2 separate regions of the Rattus norvegicus genome follow, and region 2 is linked to region 1. A link is a contact called in public Hi-C data. All regions are on one chromosome and are shown on one strand. Each heading gives the region's core, a stretch centred on a gene start, on an enhancer-like site or on the middle of the called end of the contact. The rest is flanking DNA. Distances are from core to core; before and after follow the strand shown. Region 1 holds the start of Edil3 (EGF like repeats and discoidin domains 3). Region 2 holds the start of Hapln1 (hyaluronan and proteoglycan link protein 1).

The links. A called contact is a pair of places that touch in the nucleus more often than the background predicts.
Region 2: a Hi-C map of prefrontal cortex shows a contact between it and region 1, with 5 times the contacts expected there. The contact joins the promoter of Hapln1 here to the promoter of Edil3 in region 1. A contact is called at or near these places in 4 of 12 Hi-C or Micro-C datasets (the A7r5 cell line, frontal cortex, liver and 1 more) and 1 of 1 datasets of contacts at active chromatin or transcription factors (oligodendrocytes).

The regions. Positions count from the first base shown.
Region 1 is chr2:21,623,299-21,627,587 of GRCr8, forward strand. It overlaps Edil3 (EGF like repeats and discoidin domains 3), which reads left to right and starts at 2,439. Exons shown (of 11, transcript NM_001427434.1): 1 at 2,439-3,003. The coding sequence starts at 2,940.
Region 2 is chr2:22,364,605-22,368,498 of GRCr8, forward strand. It overlaps Hapln1 (hyaluronan and proteoglycan link protein 1), which reads left to right and starts at 2,363. Exons shown (of 5, transcript NM_019189.2): 1 at 2,363-2,411.

The sequences.
Region 1 (4,289 bases), core at 1,189-3,688:
GTATCGATCATTTTTAATATTTTAGGCACAGATTTGGAGAAGCTGTAAAACCATAGGGTGGATCATATGTGATTAGTAAAGGTCTCTTAGCACTTTATGTTCAGGAAAAAATTCAAAGCAGCATTTTGTCCTTTTACCCTTTCTGTCTTTGTTTTTCAGACATTTTCTGTATTCCACCTGGGAAAGGGCTGTATATATCTATGCAGGTTCGTATAAATGTACCAACAGTGAAGTGAACTCCACAAATGTAATTGACAGTAAGGCTTATTTGTAGAAAGTCATTATCACCAAGCAGGAAGAAAGAAGTGACTTCTTGCTGTTGTATTTAAGACTTTATTCCACCTCTTGATAGAAAATAAGACTTAAGGGCACAGAGATGTTAAATTGGCAACGCCTTTCAAAGCTGGTAAAACACTTCATAAAGAGTGCCCTTTATAGTCATCATCTCACTTGTTTGGACATAGATTATGTATTTTGATGTGGCTTTATGCCTACCTGAGTATTAAAAACACAAAACAAATGAAAAACCCTTTTTGTAAAAGGAAAATTGTTTAATATCCTATATTTTGCCAAAAAAGTTAACATCTTGACATATTTTTAATATTACATGTTCTTAGTAAAGTGGAAATTGTAAGTAAAATAAAGCAAATACATTTTTTATCCTACTGTCTCCCATTGGCTATCTCATCATGCAGAGCAAATTCAGGTTCTGCTTTTAAGATTTGCCAAAATTCTTTAGAAAGAATCCCTAAAAGGTGAGTTGTCATTTCCCAAGTCAAAGAAGATCTTTGTAAACCACATGTCACAGCATGAGTGCACTTTGGGAGTTAAAGGATAGTGATGTACAAGGAAGCAACATTGACAGGCTGGAGAGATGGCTCAGTGGTTAAGAGCACTGGCTGCTCTTCCAGAGGGTTCTTGAGTTCAATTCCCAGCAACCACATGGGTGCTCACAAACATCTGTAATTGGATTCTATGCCCTCTTCTAGGGTGTCTAAGGATAGTGGCAGTGTGCTCACCTAAAATAAATAAACATTTTAAAAAAGGAAGCAACGTTGTAATTGATTACAACTCTAAACCGTACTATTCTGATCCAACAGGGCTGGGTTTAAGCATCAAAGTTCAACAAGAAAGTGACTCTTCTTTTCCTTGGCAAGACAATTTTTTTAAACATGTATCGCCACCCTTTCACTCAGCATGAGAAACATGGTTTTTGTGGTTGGCGTTTTGCCCATATTACACATTACCTCTCCCTATCCTTCATTTGGTTTTATTTTCCAATTGTTTTCCATCTCCTCCCACCCTTGATTTCACTCCAAACACCAGAAAGCTGGTACAAGATGAGGTTCCAAGGACTTGAAGAAATGAAGGGGAAGTTTCATGGTTGTCCCCTTTCAGCATCTAACCCCAAGAGGGACTATTTTCTTCATTGCTTCAGTTTCTCTATGAATGTGTTTGTGTGCTCCTATCTCCCCTCCTAACGGAGACTTGGGGATGGCAGAGAACCCTGTTTCATTTTGGTACTTGCTACCACAGGAATTGAATCTACAGTAAGCAATCATGCTAACTGAAAAACAGGAGAAAGCACAATGGTAAGCCAGGGGTTGTATTTTCAGTTCAATCACTTTCAGTGCAAAATAAGCCGATTTATTTTAGTTTTGGTGAGGAGCAGCGAAATTTGATCCACCTGAGTGATGTGTCAAGAATCTGCTTTTTCCTCTGTTTTTCTAAGACTTCTCTCATGTGAAACAGATGTCCTGCTTACATGCCTCCTACTTGCTTTTGCCCTTTCCTCACTGGGAGCAGATGAGCCCACAGTCTTCCTCTTCAGTCCTGAGCAAACTGATTTGCAGACAGAACAACAGAGCAGCAGCCTGTCTTGCCTGTTTAGAGTGTGACTCCTGACTAAATCGTGATTCCTGAGAAATCGGAAGACTTAGCAGTGTTGGATCTCACCAAGCTTGAGACTCCTGTAGCCACTTTGTAAAATCCCTTAACTTATTTTCCTGCAGTCCCGAAGTTCATTGGACTCTTGTATACTTAGCTATAAAACCAAGCCGGGAATCAACACTTTCAAACATCTATCGTATTCCCCTAACCTTAGAGTTCCTATCAGAGGTGCAGAGGGTCTGGAACTTAGCAGACAGCGGCAGGTATCAGGCAGGGTGTGGCTGCTGCTGGCTCCCTTTCTCTTCCAGCAGAAGGAGCCACCTTCCAAAGCTGGGGGAGAGGGGAAAGGGGAGGGGAGGGGAGGGGAGGGGAGGGGAGGGGAGGGAGAGAGAGAGAGAGAGAAAGAGAGAGAGAGAGAGAGAGAGAGAGAGAGAGAGAGAGAGAGAGAGAGAGAGAGAGAGAGAGAGGAAATTGGGGAAGGCAATAATAAGAAGAGGGAGGACAGGGGGGCGGGTGCCGGGGGAGCCCAAAGCCAGCCTGCTAGGCTCAGTCTCACACGCGCGCCGCCACTGTTTGTACACAGTGCGCTCTTGGCCTCAGGCTCGCTCCCCTCCAGCTCACGCTTCATTGTTCTCCAAGTCAGAAGCCCCGCAGCCGCGGCGGCAGCAGCGTGAGCCATAGTCGCTGCTGGCCGCTTCGCCTGCGGTGCGCGCACGAAAATCGGGGAGCCAGGAACCCAGGGAGCCGGCGCTCCGCCCGCTGTGCCTCTGCTAAGACCCACTTGCAGCCCCAGCCTATCTCAAGCGCACCCACCTCCGCGCATCCCAGCGCAAGCGAAGCTGGGGTGAGGGGGGGAGTCACCCTTTCTCTAGGGCCATCACTCTTTATCGCCCTTCCCAAGAATTTGTTTGAGGAAGCGCTGCAGGAGGAAGACGTCCTCTTGAATCTCTGACAGGGCGGGGTTTACTGCTGTCCTGCAGGGACACCTAGCCTACAGTGCCCTCCGCTACGACCCCGGACCAACCCGGGTCACGTCCGGGAGAAGGATCATGAAGCACTTGGTAGCAGCCTGGCTTTTGGTTGGACTCCTCGGTGTGCCCCAGTTCGTCAAAGGTGAGGTGGCTGGGCAGGGGTCCCTGGATGAGGGACGGGCGGGGAGCAGCTTTGGAAATGCCGCTCAAGGGGCCACAGTGGGTCCTCAGTGCGTGCCCGGCGTGAGGAGCGCTACGGAGGAGGCGATGCTCCCTGGATACCCAGCCAAAGTGCTAGCAAAGTCCGAGTGGAGTGCCCCAGGCTGAGCCTGGGAAGAGGGTGCGATCTAGAAAATAAGACGGTTGAGGGGTTTGAAGGGGTTGTGTTCCTAGGCTTTATTTTTTGCCACTGATTCCCTGCGCGAACATAAATGTTGTTGGCCGATGACAGTGGACAGGGCTGTAATAGAGACCCGACAGAGCTAAGTGTACCGGGCCGGGCCACCATCTAATTGGTGTCAGAACAACCTAGATAACCACCGGGCGGTAAGCTGGATGCAGGCTTTGGTGCAGGGCGGGGGCTAAGGGGTCTGTCAACCTGGACCCGATATTGAGAGTTTGTGCTGCCAATGAGAAAGAGAGAGAGGTCTTCTAAGTCGTTAGCTTTCTCCCAACCCTCCCCTTGGGCGCGTGACTTCAATTACAACAGCTCAAACAACCCTCCCCGTCTCTAACCCCAGGGGGCCTGAGCATTATTGTGCACTCCCTCTGGGTAAGACCATAACTCTTGGTAATAGATGGCTGTGATATGCAAACCAACCTTCATGCGCCCCTGGCCCAGGAGCCAAAAAGTTGTTCCGGCTGCTCTACCTGAGCCTTTCAGGGTTTGCATGTAAATAAAAAAAAAAAAAAAATCAAGCATACAAAACAAAACATTAAAAAAATATATAGGATTACAGTGAGTCTCTTGCTGAGTTGTTTAGGTGACTTTCAGATCCTCTGAGAGATTAGGCTTTGTCAATATAAAACCTGGTCGGAAACCTTTGTCTGCATACCAGCAGGTACTGAATTGGAGCCAGGAAGAGAAGGGGTTTCAAGATATTGGGTGTCTGTACCCTCTCTGCGTTTATGAATTCAGAAGGCCCTTCTGAGAGAAATGTACTAGAATCCTCAACAGACAGCAGCAGTGAGTAGAGAGCTGAATAAGCCACAAGGTTTTGTCACGCTGTGGCTCTAGAAGTATTTGGAATAAAAAATGTGTTGACTCGAATCCATTTGAGATTAGAGTAGGCATTTCATGGATACTCTACACTACACATATTCACCACCTATGTATGTGCTTCAGAGGATGGGCTGTTCGGGGACTGTCCTCCAGAAACCTGAGTTTTAGCCAGATACCATCGCTTTGGGACTAGAAGTGGTGGGTAG
Region 2 (3,894 bases), core at 1,113-3,612, 740 kb after region 1:
ACACACACACACACACAGAGAGAGAGAGAAAGAGGGGGGAAGGAAGGGGAGAGAGAGAGAGAGAGAGAGAGAGAGAGAGAGAGAGAGAGAGAGAGAGAAAACAAGCTATCCTGAACCATCCTATCTGATTTACTTCCCAGGCAACTGCATGAAATTACGGTTTTAATCTGAAGGAGCAAGGGTAGTATTTAAACTCTCTTTATACAATTTCATGCCCACTCACCACAGCAGCCTTACCACCTTTATGGTGCTTTAATATAAAAATTGTACTGTATTTGCTTTTAAGTCTAATTCTTCTACGCTTTCTAAAATTCCGACTACCCTGATCATTTTCAAGAAATTGCATATAGTCTTCTTAGCTGAGAAACAGAGTTGTGCTTTATTTTTATTGGCAGTTAATGTGGGACTTTAAATACCAGCTGTCTTAGGAATCACCAAATGATTGACATAAACCTGCAAAACTTATAGCCTCTTCCCTGGTTGGAGAAACACAATAAAAGGAAGGCAAGCATTTTGCCCAGATTTCGGGATGCAAGAAAGGTATGTGGTTGCCTGTTGAATAACGGCTTTCCTTTGTCAAATCTAATTGTCTTTTCTTAGACACATGCTTTGTATTTACAAAATAAAAATGAAATGGAGAAATAAAGTCTATCCCACATACACCTAAATCCCCAAAGACCCAATGTTAAGGCGAGGTGGGAGTCAGTGCGGTGCACTCATGTAAGCAAGACCTCTGAGACAGCTTACACAAAAGGTGGAAAGAATATGCCCCACCGTGAGGTTACCCCTCTGCCACCACACCGCCACCGCTGCTTTCCCTGCCTCCCTCTGGAGTCCTGACCACAGCGCTCCATTTGAGCTTTATCTCTAAGACGGTAGCGCCGCTCTCCGCCAGCCAAAGGACTCAGATCTTCAGCCTCCGCCACCAGTAGCGCCTCTGCCTGTCACCTACCCGACCCAGAGTCCCCAATCGCCCTCTAGCCAGCCTGCCTCCCTGGCTTATCTGCCAAGAGTCTGGGGCCACCAGTCTCTCTGTCCCTGGTCCCTACACACGCCCGCGCCCCTCCCCTCCAGAGCTGTGGTCCCCGCAGTGACGAGCCGCCTACAGGGACCGCGGAGATGCTGCCCAGGGCCCCATCATTCTACACCAGCTCTCAGGCGGTGGCTCTCTCCGCCTGCCTCCCGGCCCGTGGGGCCCTAGAGCTTGTTTGCTCGTCCTCCACCCAGAGGCCAGATCAGTTCCCTCCTTCAGCAGCCCCTTGCTTCCTGCTGTGTGTTACTTTCTTTTCCGCCTTTCCTAGGCCCAATCAAAGGTGGCTCTGTTATTGAAATGCGAAGCCGTTTCCTCTCCAAACCCTTTGGCTGCTCAAGGCAGGAATCAATGGACCTATATACTCTCCCTCGAGTTATAAATAAATGTCTATTTGTTCAGGAGGCGTTTACCCGCGTGTCCCAGCATCTTCCCCAGTAGTTATTTTAAGTGTGTGTGTGTGTGTGTGTGTGTGTGTGTGTGTGTGTGTGTGTGTGTGTGTGCTCGCGCGCGCCCTAGTCCTGTGACATCTGGTTCTAATACTGAGTGTGGATCTATAACCCAGTCCCACCCACCCAGACTCCCCCTTGCATTCCTCACTCTATAAATAAACTCAGGTTCTTAGGCGCTATCATCTAAGGACACAATAGCAGTTGTGGATTAAAGGAGATTTAATCCAACATTGATACTGATTCCCCGCAGCCAACAATTGGGGCAGAACAAGCAATTTGGGTAAAAGTTTGGTTCTCTGTTGTTCTACTTGTCTATAGGAGAAAGACCTCTCTCTTCCAGGCTTGAATTTTCCTTCTAAGAAAATACTATAACTACAAGGTGACAACTGTGTAGGGGAGTCAGTAGAGGCTACAAGTCATCCCGCAGACCCCTCACAGCATCTCCTGTGGAGTAGACAGAGAGCAGAGGGTATGGTGTGGGTGGGGGCTTGTGGTTGGGCCTGCCGCTTTTCCTGAACTCCAGAGCTGAATCCTCCGGATCTGAGCAGAGCGAGTCATCTAAGAGACTGCTGTTTTACAAGGTCTGGGCACAGAGCTGCCCCTCCCTTCCCCCCCTGAAGTTTGCATGGAGTGCAGTTAGGCTGTAATTAGAGGATCTGGGAGGAGAAGTCTCCTGGTGACGCTTTGCTTTTCTTCTGCTCTTGGTGAGAAGTGCCTCCTTCATCCTCGGATCAGGACCTCTGCCATCCAGCACCACAAAGAGACATTCTGCACACACGCGCTCGAACACACACGCGCACACCCACACCCACACCCACACCGCACTCGCCCAGAGACAAACTTAAGGTCAGGAGGAGCATTAGCTTCACTCCATCTCCAACTCCCAGCTAAGTGGGACTCGAAGCTTCTGAACTGGAATTCAGGACAAGGTAAAACTTCCATCATTTCTGTTTGGTGGGTCTTCCTCCCTCATTCAGAGGTAGCTTGGTGCTTTATATATTTCATAGCATTGCACATATAATGTTTGTATGTAAACAAATTGTATCGCTTTCTTCAGTCTATATACAACATAGCATCTCCACTTTTTAAACTTTACTGTCATAAAATATCATTGCAACAAACAGGTTCCGTCTAGACTCGAAGAAAGAATTAACTCAAGATTTCCTAGCGTTTGCAACTGCTGCTATGAATCTGAGGGGCACGCTGGTCCAAATGCTGGCTTTTCCATCTGTATTTCAACAAGCAGTTTCATAGCAGCCGAGATGAGAGAAGGGTAGTACAGGATGGAGGAGAGCTGTGAAATAGAAATGTCCATCCCAGAGTTATGACTTCTGTCTTAGGGGATATATAGGTTTATGTGAAAAAGAAGGTTACTTCAGTCAGAGAAAATGCATGTTAGATTAACAACCTTTGGAACGTCATACTCTGCCTAGGTCTCTCTAGGTAATTTTAAAATTAAGAACAGATAATTATGATGCCCTGTTTTTTGGTAGAGAATGATGTCAATGGCCGATATCAATGTCCTAAAAATATTTCAAGTAACAGCTGTTAAGAGCACTTTTTAAAAAGTTGTCTAAAGGAGTTATTTGTACTTTGAAGCCATTAAGGAAAGCAAACCTAAACTCCTAGGGTTAGACTAAGCTGCTCTCTTCTGTTGAATATGCCTGTTGTGTCCAAATAACACAGTCTGTTCCTTTGAAAATAAGCTGTTTTACTTTCATTTATCACTGGAAAAGTACACAAAGTAGCCAGTACATTTGGGGAGAGTTTGAGGGTGGAAAATGTCCCTGTAAGTGGTCCAGTGTGATGTCATAAAATCAAATATATTAGCTGGCTGCTTAGAACCTAACGGTTATTAAGAAATAAAGTCTGTGAATTAATTTTCTAGTAAATGTAATATTTATTCATTCCAAATGTAGTTTCTGGTAGCAATTTTTATTTGATTATTTCAGTATGCTAAGTTTTGAGTAATGTTATACACATTTTAATAATAGAGTAGAATTATTATCTAATAAAAATATATCATCAGGAATCTATTTATTTATTTGAATGAGAGCATCTTAATTTTATTTAATCAAACAGAATGTTTGCCTAAAGAGTCTCGACTAGCAAGTTTATATGTATATGTGATATATATTCATACATAATATATATGAATATGTATGAATAGCCTCAGGTAAGAAGACCAGTGGTCGATGGGAAGAACCCACCCAGAGGCCAGTATTTCAAACAGGAGTGCCCAGTGGGCCCTGGCTTTCTGTGAGAGGGGAACATGGTGTTCTTATGAAGTGAGCCATTTACTTCTAACAAGGCTCTGTCTCTGAGAGGAATGACTGACACTAATTTAGAAATGCTGAGGAAACCTTCACAGAGAAGAATCGATTCATTATGTCCCTGGTGGTTTCAGTTCAT